2 separate regions of the Oryctolagus cuniculus genome follow, and region 1 is linked to region 2. Evidence: chromatin contacts called from public Micro-C data. All regions are on one chromosome and are shown on one strand. Each heading gives the region's core, a stretch centred on a gene start, on an enhancer-like site or on the middle of the called end of the contact. The rest is flanking DNA. Distances are from core to core; before and after follow the strand shown. Region 1 holds the start of CCDC71L (coiled-coil domain containing 71 like). Region 2 holds the start of HBP1 (HMG-box transcription factor 1).

Region 1 (6,282 bases), core at 28-2,527, 470 kb before region 2:
AGCTCCAGAGCTCCGCGTCCGAGCTCATGAACTCCGTGCTGCGGGGCATGAACAGCTTGAAGGCGTCGCCCAGCGCCTTGGTGCTGTCGGCCAGCGACAGTTGCGATCGCGAGTACACCACCTTCTCCTCCCGCGCCTCCAGCGCCACCCCTCCTCCCGCGCTCAGGCCGCCGCACCGGGCGGCCGCGGCCGGGGCGGCCAGGGGCCGGCGCCGCCGCCTCTTCACGTTGCGCCGCATCGGAGGCCGCTCGGGGCCGCCCGGCGCTCCCCGCCTTCCGCCGCCGCCGTCCCCGCCCGTGTCTGGCTCCGCGGCGGCGGCCGCTGCTGGCGCCCTCTTCGCGGCGCGGCTCTCGCTACTTTTCTCGCCTCCGCCGCCGCCCCTCCCCCTCCGAGGGCGGAGGACGCGGGTGAATATCCTGCCGCCCGGTACAAGATGGCGGCCGGCGCCCACCCCTGGGCTTTGTCATTGGACGGCGCCTCGCCCCCTTGGTTTCTCTTTCTTCTCTTCTCTTGCCTCCTTTCGCCCTCTGCCTTTCTTTAAATGGGCCCGCCTCAGGCCCCGCCTACCGCGGCCCCGGCTCCACCCATTGGGTGCTCTCCGAGGAGGGGCGGGGACTGATGGGGGAGAGGCCAGTTCCTAGAAGATGGTGCTGGGTGGGGGGTGGTGGTGGTGGTGGTGGTGATGGTGGTGTTGGTGTTGGTGGGGCTTGAGCGTAAGTCAAGAGAGTTGGGTGGGTAGAGCTAAGGACTGCCCCGGGTAGAGGAGGAGGAGGCAGCTTGTCGGCCCCCTCTTGGGGAGATTGGGTTGTGGATTGAGCTGGGAGCTGTACCAGCCTAACAAAGGCAGGTAAGCCCAAACTGTTGCTGGAATCAGAGCTGGGAAGTTGGGGTTTAAGGCTAGAGGGAGCAGACCTTGCACAATTCCCTTCTCACCCCTCAAAGGCCTCTTTGGGCATCTTCATTCAAATCTCTTCTCTCTCTGGACCTCAGTCCACCGCAGGAAAACTTCAGTAACCCAGAAATGCATCCGGTAGTACTGGCTGCACGCGGGAGAGTGCCCCTCTGGTCAGTGGCACCATCTTCATAGAGAAGAGCAGCTCTCTGAGCAGGAAAGCAAAGTCTTTCAGTACTCTTTGCTCAAGGTGATCCAAGACCAATTACAACAAAGCCAGCCTGCTTGGACAAAATACCCTTGTTGTAAGCGTAGACCTCTATAGGAGTGCCACTTCTCTTTTCACTGAAGAAAACAGCCCTGGGCGGCACCATCGGGATCATTAGAAGGCAGATGGCATCACAGAACCTGAATAAAGATTCTGTTGAAAAGAACACATTGTTAGGGACCCTCGGTGTGCCGTGGGGGGAGGGGCGGCCATGGGCATTTGGGGTCCAGCCTTTCTAGCCTCCGTACCCAAGTCAGAGCCTGTCAGGCAGTGGGCACGCAGTGTGTTACCTAAGTGAATCAGTAACACACTGCTCATTATTGCAAATGAGGCAAGAAGAAAATGATTGAAATTGCTTGGAAAAGAATGATCTGGGTTTTTTTATTTTTACATTTATATTTGCCATTTCCTCAGAACATTTAAAAAAATGTTGTTAGAAAAATTTGAGGTAGGCATGCAGATGTTACCATACAGTAAGCATCTTCTTTTTGCTGTAGAAAACTAACAAAACAGAAGTTTGGTGATTTTACATATAGTCACTAATGGTTGCCCCGATTATTCCAGCTCCACGAGACCTAATTCGATCTCCTCACTTCACACGTGAGGAGATTTGGAGGCTCTGTGGTTCAGTAACTGATAGCAGGACTGGGGCTCCAGTTTAGGATTGGTGCCCAGACTCTAAAGAAGTTCAAAAGAGAATGCTTTATGCATGAGTGGGGTGGCCAAGGGACAGAGCTGCGCCCCTGTTCCTACTTCCACCCCATACAGAGTTGAGCAGTTTTTATCTATCTTGTATTATTGGGCTTACAGATAATCTTTTTGTTTCATTTCAATTGAGCTAAAACATAATTCTACACCGGAGCACCCTCCTCACACATTGAGTTTACGGCAGAAAACGAACTGCAGACCAGGAGTCAGTCCTCTATCTACCCAAATCTTGGCAACTTTGAAGAGAACATCATTTTCCTAGAAAAGCACACTCTGATCTCAGAACAAGATTATCAAGCCAATTACCAGCTTTCTAAAGTCCTTATAAAGACGTGCTATTGCAACAACTTTATATCACAATTATTTCTTAGTACTTCTGGGAACACACAGTAATGGGGAATTTTAATGACTTCCATTGGAATACCCCTACAGACTGACAAACTCTCACAGATCACGCCAGGGGGAGAGTTAGGGAGACTCCACATTTAAGAATGGGGTCACTTTAGGACTAATGTAGTCCCCGCTTTTTATATTATCAACCCCTCCCATGTTCAGTCTGTGTGTGTCTCTCACCACATATATACCACATCTCTATACAAGCTACAGAACTGATTTTGATTAAGAAGATAAATCTTGTCTCAACACAATTTTGATTCTAAGACAGTATGAAAACAAATTGAAAGATATTCGTTAATTTTATAATACATATTCATTTAATTAAAACCAAACAATATTTCTATGAAGTGTTTTTAGGAACCAGTTTCAAGGTGCTTAGATTATTGTACACTTTAGAATTTGACATTCTTTCTGTTCTTTTTGTCATAGTGTTTATTTTAAATTTCATATTAGCTCATATAGTTGTATAAATGGTTCCTTAGCCATTCTCCATAAATGAGTAAAACTCACACAGAAAGCTAATATATTCCTGAGATACTACAAAGTGTAAGGATGGTTGGAAAGCTGAATTTTTGTTCCTGAGAAATGATACTTTACAATCCTTAGTTTATTCCTCTATCAAGGATAGTAATGCTTTCTAAATAGATGGGACGAATAAGAAGAAGAAATGAAAAACTAGCCATAGGCACCTGTTTTCTGTATTTATAATTTTGTAGCTAAAAAAATGAAACCAAACAATAAAATGACTGTAGAAATTAATAAAATGTATCTGTTAGTTACCCAGAAACTGCTTTAAGATAATACTTCCAAAAAAAAAATTTGCTTCTTTCAAAGTAGCCAGGAAAATAAAAATAAAAGGTATATGTAAGTGGTTGTGCTCATCAGCTCTGGAATCAAATAGAACTGGAATCAAGTACATCTTTACAACAAAATAGTCTTGGGCATATTTTTCACCTTTCTTAGCCTGAGTTTTCTCATATTTGAAATGGGTGTCACCTCTACTTCATTGGATTGTTTTGAGGATTAGATGAAAAAATGTTTGTAACCACTGAAGTACCAGGAACACTTTAAGGGTTCAATAAATGATAGATATCATTATTTGTTCTACCTAACCCTGAGGATTTTACTTGGGTTAACCAATACCAACATATTTCATACCCTGTTACAGAAAGTTTAGATTTTTCTTAACAGTAATAGAATTGATGAGTGTTAGAAGGAAATTAGAGATGATCTAATGAGTTCAACACTCAATTCTTCGGAGAATACTGAAATACCAAGAGATGGGTCCAGTTTCCCAGAACTGAACAGTCAAAGATTATGAATCAGAGCTTAGGTTTCTGGTTGCTGGCCGAAAGATAGTGTTGATTCTTAGTTCAAATGATATAAAATACAGAATGTGTTATCAAGAAAAATATCAGGATTTCATGAGACCCATTCTAAAATCATTTTAATTTTTGATTACAAAAATTACCTCAAAGCACTGATATTCTCTAAAAGTACTAGATAGCTAATACAGGAAGACCATGGAAGCCAAGAGGATAGGCCTTTGACTTCCAGGAAGATGGGGTATATACCCTTTTCCTATTATTCCTGCTAATTACAAGTATAACCCCTGGATATTATTAAACAAACACCAGAAGACTCTGCAAAAAGGACAGAAGGCGGCAGACATCCTGGGGCCCTGGGAAGCCAACAAAAAATACAGCAGCTGAGTTCACCAGGTCTCATTTTATTCCTTTTTCACACGCGTCTCAGATTGGGTCCTGGAGAAGCCAGCCACGCAAGAAATGCTAACAGATGCAAACATGAAAAGTCTCAACAAAATCTGTTCTCTCTAGCCATGGGACTAGGAAAGTGGGAGCCTCGTAAAGACAGACACCTCCTAGAAAATAATTGCCCTACTGTTACAAAACACCACAGGAAAAACTCTGGCTGGTCCCCTTGCCAGGTACCTGACACTTCTGCTGGGGTGACAGCAGAGAAAGTTGGAGAAGCAATCAGGATTTTCATCCCTGCTAGGCAGTAAAGATGCATTCTTTACCCCTGTGTCAGTGGAGCCCATGTGGAGCAGCAAGACAATCCAACTCTTCCCAGCCCTAGGGGGAAGCCAGAACTCCCACCCCACCCAGCAATAGTTAGAGGCCAACTCCCGACTTGGGTATCAATGGAAGCACAGTGAGAAATCTGAACTTCTAATCAGCAGTACCTTGAAAGTGCCCGCCACCTCCCACAAACAAATTATAACTGTCAGAAAACCAGCTAAAACTGACTTAAACCAGATCGCAGAGTCTTATGAAACCCAAAATGTCCAAGTTCTACTTACTAAGAAGATTTCAAACCGAATGAAAACAGATCATCAACAGATGTCAACACTAAGATAAGAAAAATGTTGGAATTATACACAAAGATGTTAAAGCATCCATCATAAAAACAATTCAACAATTATGAAAATTCTTAAATGAAAACAGTAGAAAACTGTGGCAAAGAACTAGACAACCTCAGCAGTGGGGTCAATATTGTGGCACAGAGGGCTAACCTGCTGCTTGGGGAACACAGCCCGTATGGCAGTGCCCATTGAAGGCATGGCTACTCCACTTCTAATCAGCTTCCTGCTAATGCATCCTGTGGGCAGCAGGTGATGGCACAAGTTCTTGGGTCCCAGGTACCCATGTGGGAGACCCAAATGGAATTCTAGGTTCCTGGCTTCAACCTGACCCAGTCCTGACTATTGTGGCCCTTTGGGGAGTGAACCAGTGGATAGAAGATCTCCCTCCCTCCCTCCCTCCCTCATAGATAAAACCAAATAAACATTTTAAAAAAAGAAAATCTCAGCAAACAGAAAATACAAAGAACTAAGTGGCCTTTCTTAAAGTGAAAAGTACAGCACCCAAAATAAAAACTTCAGAGGATGAGCTCAGCCTTAGAATAGTGGGGCCCAAGGAAACACCTGGTGAGCTTGAAGATGTAACAACAGATACTATCTACCAACAAAGGAAATACAGGCTGAAAAAGATGGAACAGAGCTGCAGGGATCTGTGCATGGAAATGTAAGATCTCATGTGTGTATCAACAGAGAGATCTGAAAGTAGAAGAGAAAGAAGATAGGGCTGAAAAAAAAAAAAGTACTTTAAGAAACAATGCCTTGGGGCCAGCATTGTGGCACAGCAGGTTAAGCTGCTGCTTGTGACACCAACACCAGGTCAAGTTCCAGCGGCTCGGCTTATAATCTAGCTCCCTGCTAATGCACCCAGGAAAGCAGAGGAAGGTGGCCCAACTCCTTGGGCCCCTGTCACCCACATTGGGGACCCAAATGTAATTCTAGGCTCCTGGTTTCAACCTAACTCAGTCCTGGCTATTGTGGCCATTTGGGGAGTGAACCAGATGAAGATATTCTCTTTCTTTTTCTCTTTCTCTTCCTCTTTCTCTCTTCCTCCCTCTCTCCCCTCTCTGTAACTCTGCCTTTCAAATAAGTCTTTTATTTAAAAAATGGCTTAAAATATTCCAAATTGGCAAAAATCGTAAATCCTACAAATTCAAGAACATATCCAGATAAGATAAACTAAAAAAAAAAAAAAAATCCACATCAAGACACACCATAATCAAACTTATGAAAATTAAGAACAAAGAAAAATATCTTGAAATTAGCTAGATAAAAATTATACCTTAGTTTTTAAGAGAAAAGCAGTTTGAATTGATAGACTTCAGGAGCCCCCCCCCCCCCAAGGAAAGAAAAACATAGGAAAGAGAAAAACACATGATGTAACTCTTCAGGAACCCGGGAGAGAAGAGGAGCTAGGAAAGGGAGGGAACATATACAATGTAACCTCCAAATGTTGTTGACTCTGCTGAACTGACCCCATTGAGCACTCTGCACACTTCTGTGCAAAACAGCTACTCCAATGTTAGTTTCCTGATTGGTTCATGTAGCATGGCTCATTAGCATACACTTTCACTTCCCTGATTAGTTGTAATTCTGGGCTCCTGATTGGTTGTTGTCCCTTCATTCTGATTGATTGTT
Region 2 (6,952 bases), core at 2,260-4,759:
CAGCAATCATTCCTTCCTTCCTCTTCCTAATAGTTAGTCTTCAGACACCCCCTGGTCAGCCACTGAAGCAAGGTCTTGCTTTATGGACAACTGAGCAAAATCTAGATCTTTAGTTGTATCAGGAATTACAAGCATAAGGGACGCGTACTAATGACTAAGTTCTAAAATGGCCCTCATTAGCGCCCAGGCACCTTATTACAACTTGAGTTTACCTGAGTACTTTGACCTAAGTTAATTATAAAATTCACTCGTTTCAAATTACAGTCAGCTACCCTGAAGGATATTTGTGAGCATTCAAATAGTCTACGAAGGAACGAAATAAAAAATCTGGGTGCTTAATGTTGTAGATTATACATGTGCTCTATTTCCTAATTTTCGTACTTGTTTGAGTGACTTCCTTTGTTTAGACAATTTGAAGAGCAATATTCTCAATATTCAGGCAAATTCCATGTGCTTGAACATCTTATTTCTTAGTCTAGCAAAGTAATCACTGGTGTGCCAGATATTGTGGAATCAGAGGAAATATATTACTTAATTTCACTTCTAAATAGGACTGATCTAATTTTTTTTAACCATTTTTAACAAATTAGAACTTTATTTTTATGACAACAGAATTTTACAAACTGCTGAGAAGACATTTTGAGATGACAATGTCTGACATATTTTGGCACAGACTTTGCGTGTGCATGTGTCTACGAATGTATATCATGCCTACACTACCCAACAGAAGGTGTTATTTGACGAAACTGATTTTTAGCGCCAGCTTTATCATGGAAGCATCCGAAGGACAGATAAAATCTGTAATTATGTCTGTTTTAGTTCAAGAAGTGTAATTTACCTATGTAAAAATTTCTAAGGAGGTCTTCCTAGGTCTGTACTGGCTTACAAGAGTTGGCTGGTTGTGCTGGTTACTCAAGAATTAATGGGGATGTCCTTGTGAAACACACAGGAGGCGCTACTGCGGGTGCTTGAGCGTCTCAGGGTGAATTGTCTGCCTACAGGTATTCTAATCGCACTCCTTCATCAGCTGTGACTGAACTGAGTTCAACTTGTCACTTTTTGACACACTGGGTCAACAATGAGCTAAAGCATTTGAAAAAGATTTCCTGTCTTTGCATTCTTGTCACTTAAAACAGTGTTCAACACATAACGTACTGAGTACATTTTCTGAAAGAAAAATGAAAAAGCTTTCCAGTGCTCTTCAAGGGTAAACATATACAGTAACCAGATAAGAATTTAAGTGTCGGCCGGCGCCGCGGCTCACTAGGCTAATCCTCCGCCTACCGGCGCTGGCACACAGGGTTCTAGTCCCGGTCGGGGCGCCGGATTCTGTTCCGGTTGCCCCTCTTCCAGGCCAGCTCTCTGCTGTGGCCAGGGAGTGCAGTGGAGGATGGCCCAGGTGCTTGGGCCCTGCACCCCACGGGAGACCAGGAGAAGCACCTGGCTCCTGGCTCCTGCCATCGGATCAGCGCGGTGTGCCGGCCGCAGCGCGCCAGCCGCGGCGGCCATTGGAGGGTGAACCAACGGCAAAGGAAGACCTTTCTCTCTATCTCTCCCTCTCACTGTCCACTCTGCCTGTCAAAAAATAAAAATTAAAAAAAAAAAAAGAATTTAAATGTCCTGTGTCCTTAAAAGAAAAAAAAAACACTAAAGCTTTTGGTAAATCCATTCAAGTAGTTTTTTAAAATAAGGCTTCGTCAGAATCAACTCTCACAGTCTGTGTACTGAAGATAGATACAAGGGTTGCTCCTGAGAAGTCATTTTTGGGGAAGGAAAGCTTTTAGGTTTCTTGGAATTAGTGCCTTAGACATAAGTTATCCTAGACCTCGATTTAAAGTGATCAGGTGAACATGCATTTTTTTCTTTTTCGGTCAAGAAATTAAATGTTGGAGTTCATATTTTTAATGATGGGGCACTAGGACCCTCCACGGTTGGGGGAGGGGAGAAGAAAACAACAAAGTAGCAGAGACACAGTCACTCCATTCATCTCTGAAAGATGATAACATTTAAACTGTAGCTTTTCCTTAGGGGAAAAAAAAACAAGCGTCGTTTTTGGCTGTCTTTATCGTAGTAAGCTAAATAAAGTGTTTGGTTGCTAATTAAGGACACAGAAAGTACACCTTTGATCACAGGGGAGGGAGGACTTTTTATAAACAATCTCACGTCAACGATTCCAACAGAGTATCCCTAAAGGAATTTGGAAACTTGTTTCACCGTATGGGGAGGGGTTATTCTGTAATTCTCGATTGCTCCTGTGGCTTTCTGGTAGAATTAAAAAATTCAAGAAAGAGAGCTATGATTTCGGGCTCTTTCCCAAAGTCTGCTTACGGATTTCTCACCAATACCGACTTCTCTTTTCTTAGACGATGCAGACGGCAGAAGCCCCGAGGGGAGCAGAGCTTCCTACCAACGCCCTTGCAATGCGGCCGGCGTGAAGCGGCAGGGGCGCGCCGGCGGCCCCCGCGCCCGGCCGCCAGCCATGTTGGAGGCGCGGGCGGCTGCAAAGCCGACGGGCCAGCCTCCTCCCGCCGTGAGTCAGAGCGGCCTCTGCCGTCCACGGGGCGTCCTCGGCAGGCGAAGAATGGCCCACGACAGCTCACCGCAGAAACCCACGTCTGACGACTGCCAACTCCTGTCTAAGTCACGCTCGGCCCTCCTCTGTACTGCCTTACCCAACGAGGAAGCTTGGTGCAAGCCATCACGGACGTGTTCCCCGCTAACAGCTTCGTCAACTCGCTAAGCCCTGGGTGTCTCGCCCCCCAGCACCGTGCATGCCCACGCCTGAGGGCGCCTGGCGTTCACCGGCATAGAATCGACAAAGGCGGTCCCCAGGGGCTGTGTGAAGGAGGGTGGCGAGGCAAGGAGCAGGATGAAGGAATCCCGGTTCTTCCCATCGCGGGAGGAGCCCCGGCAGCACCTTCAGCATCCTCGCCGGGCCTGGGACCACGATGTGTGGGTGACTGAAGCCCTCGCGAGCCGCGCCGCTTCCGCTTGTACAGTCATCTCCTTCCCCTCGCCCTAAAACAATACCTTGGCCCCCTGCCAGACTTTGCGCGGCGAACGGCTCTGGCTGACCAAGGCCAGGCACGGGTGCTGCGAAAAGCTGAGGCCGCCTCTGAGCGCTAGCACAGGCCCAGAGGAAGCGAAGAGGCCCAAGCTTTCAAACACTCCCTTCCTCCGCCCCCTCCCTTTTGTCCCAGACACCAAAACAAACGAGCTGATACACGTGTCCCTATGACTCTTGTTTACTATCAAGAGTGTGCTGTGCACGCACCTCTGGGATATGTAGTCCAACCGGTTCTTCCGCCAGCCTAGCCTTCCCAGGCGCCGAGAAAGGCTGAGACTACGAACCCACAATCCACTTCGCGGGCAAAGTTTGGTTAGGGTCCCCCGAGTCTCGGCAGCAGTCCAATCCGGAGCGCTTAGCCCAGTGACTGACACGCTGTCTCGTCCAGTAAACACAACACAAAAGTCAATACATGCCCACCCCCCGAGAAGGGCCGTGGTATCGCCCAATGGATAAGTGGAAAGACCGAATGGCAGCTCTGCGGGCCAATAAGAGGACGAGAGAGCTGGGAGGAGGCTCAACCCCCCGGGGGCTTGAGGGGAGGGGGAAGACGAAGCTTGAAAGACTTGGTAATGGCGACGGGTTTGGTAAGTAGGAAAGTTTCGGTTGAGGAGTAAGAGTGGCGAAGGAAGCCGTAACCCGCACCGGGGAGGCCAGCGTCAGTCGCAGAGAGGATCCGCGAGCTGCCGGTGGTGTTGTCGCCGTCAAGGCGGCCCGCACCGAGGCTGCCGGCACTCCGCGGCGCGTTTGTTGTCTTTCGGCTCGGGAAGGGGTGGGGGTGGGGAAGGGAGGGGCAGGAGCCCGAGGGGATGGGGCGGCCGGGCGAGCCTGGGTCCGCGTTCCCTCCCCTCCAGGGACTGCCTTCAGAGTGGGCGCAGTTAGCCGTCCAACCGCTGCCCGCGGCGAGCCCACCGGACCGGCACCTCCTGCGAGCGCGCCTGGCGCTTCGCGGCGGCGGCGGCGCGAGAGGGGGTCCCCGGACGGGGAAAGGGAGGAGGCTGGGCGAGGACTGCGTTCGGGGCCCGCTGGCGCGGTGGGTGGCCGGGCCGGGTGCGGAGTTGGGGCGGGCTGGGGCGGGGGAAGGGGCCGGGGCTGCCCAGGAAAGTTTGACTTCCAACTCTAGGCTTGTGGGCGGAGGGTCGGCGGTAGGCCGGAGTGGGGGGCTGGCCGGGGGTGGGGGGGGATCTCTCCCTCCCCCCCCCCCACAGAGGCGCCGCCTCCTCCACCCGGGCCTTGAGGGGCGCGGGCCGAGCTGGGGAGCTCGCGGAGCAGCTGGGCCCCGGGGCTCATTGTTACGCAGTTCGAATGAATGGGCTCCGCGGCGCCTGCGCAGTGAGACGGAGCCCGGGGGAAAAACAAGCCCGGAGTCCGGGCTGCGGTCACATGATGGGGGGAGGGGAGGGCGCGCGATGAATGGCGAAAGAGGGTGGGGGATGGACTCGGCGTGACCCAGAGCGGAGGCTTGGCCGGCGCTCCCAGGCCCCGCCTGGCAGGCTCCGCGGAAGACGGGACCGGAGCGGAGGCGGGCGCCGCCGGGCTGTGAGCGTTCGCCGTGCTGGGGGGTGGTCGCCCCCGGAGGCGGGCTCCGTGTTCCGCCGGAGTCGTGCGGGAAGCCGCGCCGACCCAAGGGCCGCGCACCAAAGTTTTTTTTTTGGCGCAGGATGTGCTGGTGCCTGGACTGGAGGAGAGTTTAAAAAAAAGCAAAAAAACCCACGCGAGTTGGAGTTGCACCTTCTGGGAAGCGATGGAATGCTCCCAGCGGTTCCGAACAACTGCTGTAGATGTCTTTTCCTCCGAACAGCGGAGCTGTAGCTTTGCAGTTAAAGCTGCCTTTTGAGAATCGGAACCTTTTAACATTTGTGAACATTTTTCTGTTTTTACTGTTGACCGTGTTTACGTGGAATGTATACCTTGGTGCTTTTGATTCTGGTTTTGTTCCTCGTCTTTATTTTGTAAACCAGAGTGTTAGGGTCATCTGTTCCGTTTCCTTTGTTGAAGTCAGTTGTTGCCAGTAGGCGATATTTGACCCGGTTCCGAAGACGTTTGGATTACGTTCCAGCGTTACATCCTTGAAGTTTTTCAGCTACTTGGTGCTTTTGAGGACGCCATTTAACCACTTCAAAGTGCTGTTTGTTGTGACGACTGATTATAGAACGAACTTTTGATTTCACTTTCAAGTTGCCATCTTGGTTGCTTTTTTCCTGCGTGGAAATCCCTTTTCCTTTGTTCAGTGTTCCTTGTCCCAGAATTTCCTGCGCAGTCTCCCCAAACTTACACACTTCCCAGTGTGTACCTTCCCGACCTAGACAGGATCCTGTTCCTTTAAACTTCGCCTTCATTACTGTATATTAACTTCGTTGCACTGCGTCCTTGTTATCCAAGTGCCCAGTGAAGAAGACAGATGGAATGGATTTATGAATGAATAAACTGCCAAGCCCTGTACATTCTTTAGGGTTAATGGAAAGCTGGTCTCTTGTGTCGCTGTTTAACATGAAAGTATCATTACTTTTTTGAGCATAAATTACCTGAAGTTACTGCCATATTTAAAGAGACAGTGCCTGCTTTTCATTTTTTTTAAAGTATGAAAGTAAATATTTATTTGGAATGGGGAAACAATGTAGAAAAATTGTAAATCACAAAATTCAAGAAAAACTATAGCTATGATCAGTAATGTGAAAATGTTTAGGATTAAAATCAAATTTAGGAAAATAAATTTCATAATTGAATGTTTAGATGTTTTCAAGTTCTGTCATATGACTTATCTTGAATGACAGTACAGTTGTTAAACAGTTTTGGCAATGGCTGCTTGTAGTAAGAACTTGTATAGATGCGATTGAACAGTGCCCGCCAAAGGCAAGGATGTGACCTGTAGCGGTATTTTTACATCTGCTGCAATTCTGGTGGCAGAGGGTACTAGCCTCAGGGACAGACAGGACAGTTCAGGCATAAAGGTGAAATGTAGGGACATAATGATGCTGAGTGGTGTTCTGCAGTAGTGTATTTTACCAAAACATTATCTGTTATGGGAGTTGTTTTTTTCTGAGTGTAGTGCCAAAGTAGAGTTGTGGAAACACTTTGGTGGGGAAAAAAAGTGAAGTTTCATGGAAAAGATTCTGAAAGAACTGCATTAATGCCTTTCAACTGCTTTTGGGGTAGAAAGTTTCATTGAATACAGTTAGGTAGGGAGGCTTGCTTTAACTTGGAGTTATATAATCCATTTTCAGTGTCTCAGTTCCTCCTGCACTCCCTCTCCTACGGTAATTGGAGGGTGTGCTGAGGACTTGGTCCGGGTGTCCTTCCTTCACAATTAGAGGAGTCTAGGGAAGAGGCTGCCGGGAAGTCTGGATTGACAGTGGGATGGTGAGGAATCAGACAAGAGAGCGGATCAGTAGGTCGGAGTGAGAGTAGTTAGGCCTGTGGTTAAGAGATTTTGTGGATTTTTGCTCCTAAAAGTTTGTGTAACAAAAGCAATAGGGCCTTCTAATCCTCACCCAATAAAATTGCCAAGATTGGACATGACATTTCAAAGAACAACTTCTGTAGAATTTGACTCATCTCTTTGAAAATCACTGATCTAGTACAGAGATGACACGTGCGGAGTTAACTAGTGTAAAAGGGAAGCTTTGTTGACAAGCATGAATGAACAATAGGATTAGTTCTGCCAAGAAATATTTGAAAGAGGAGCTTGTTTATCAAAATGAATCTCTAGCTGGTGCAGTGGATGGGGGGTATTTCTGAATCAGGACACTTCTGGTATTCCTTCCTGTGTGAGCAGCCTGCCTTTTTCCCCCAAAGTAGTTTGGCCGAAGAATGAGGCACTCTGGAGAGTCTATTTGTGCATGTTTTCAAGTGCTTTGCTTATTTCTCACGCTCACCGTGTGAGGT

The links. A called contact is a pair of places that touch in the nucleus more often than the background predicts.
Region 1: a contact with region 2 is called in a Micro-C map of ear pinna, with 6 times the contacts expected there. The contact joins the promoter of CCDC71L here to the promoter of HBP1 in region 2. A contact is called at or near these places in 2 of 6 Hi-C or Micro-C datasets (ear pinna and an unstated tissue).

The regions. Positions count from the first base shown.
Region 1 is chr3:137,523,909-137,530,190 of mOryCun1.1, reverse strand. It overlaps CCDC71L (coiled-coil domain containing 71 like), which reads right to left and starts at 1,277. Exons shown (of 1, transcript XM_051848824.2): 1 at 1-1,277. The coding sequence starts at 238.
Region 2 is chr3:137,057,098-137,064,049 of mOryCun1.1, reverse strand. It overlaps HBP1 (HMG-box transcription factor 1), which reads left to right and starts at 3,509. Exons shown (of 11, transcript XM_002712037.5): 1 at 3,509-3,654. The coding sequence starts at 3,640. LOC138849034 (a long non-coding RNA gene) reads right to left here and starts at 3,460. Exons shown (of 2, transcript XR_011387367.1): 1 at 3,275-3,460.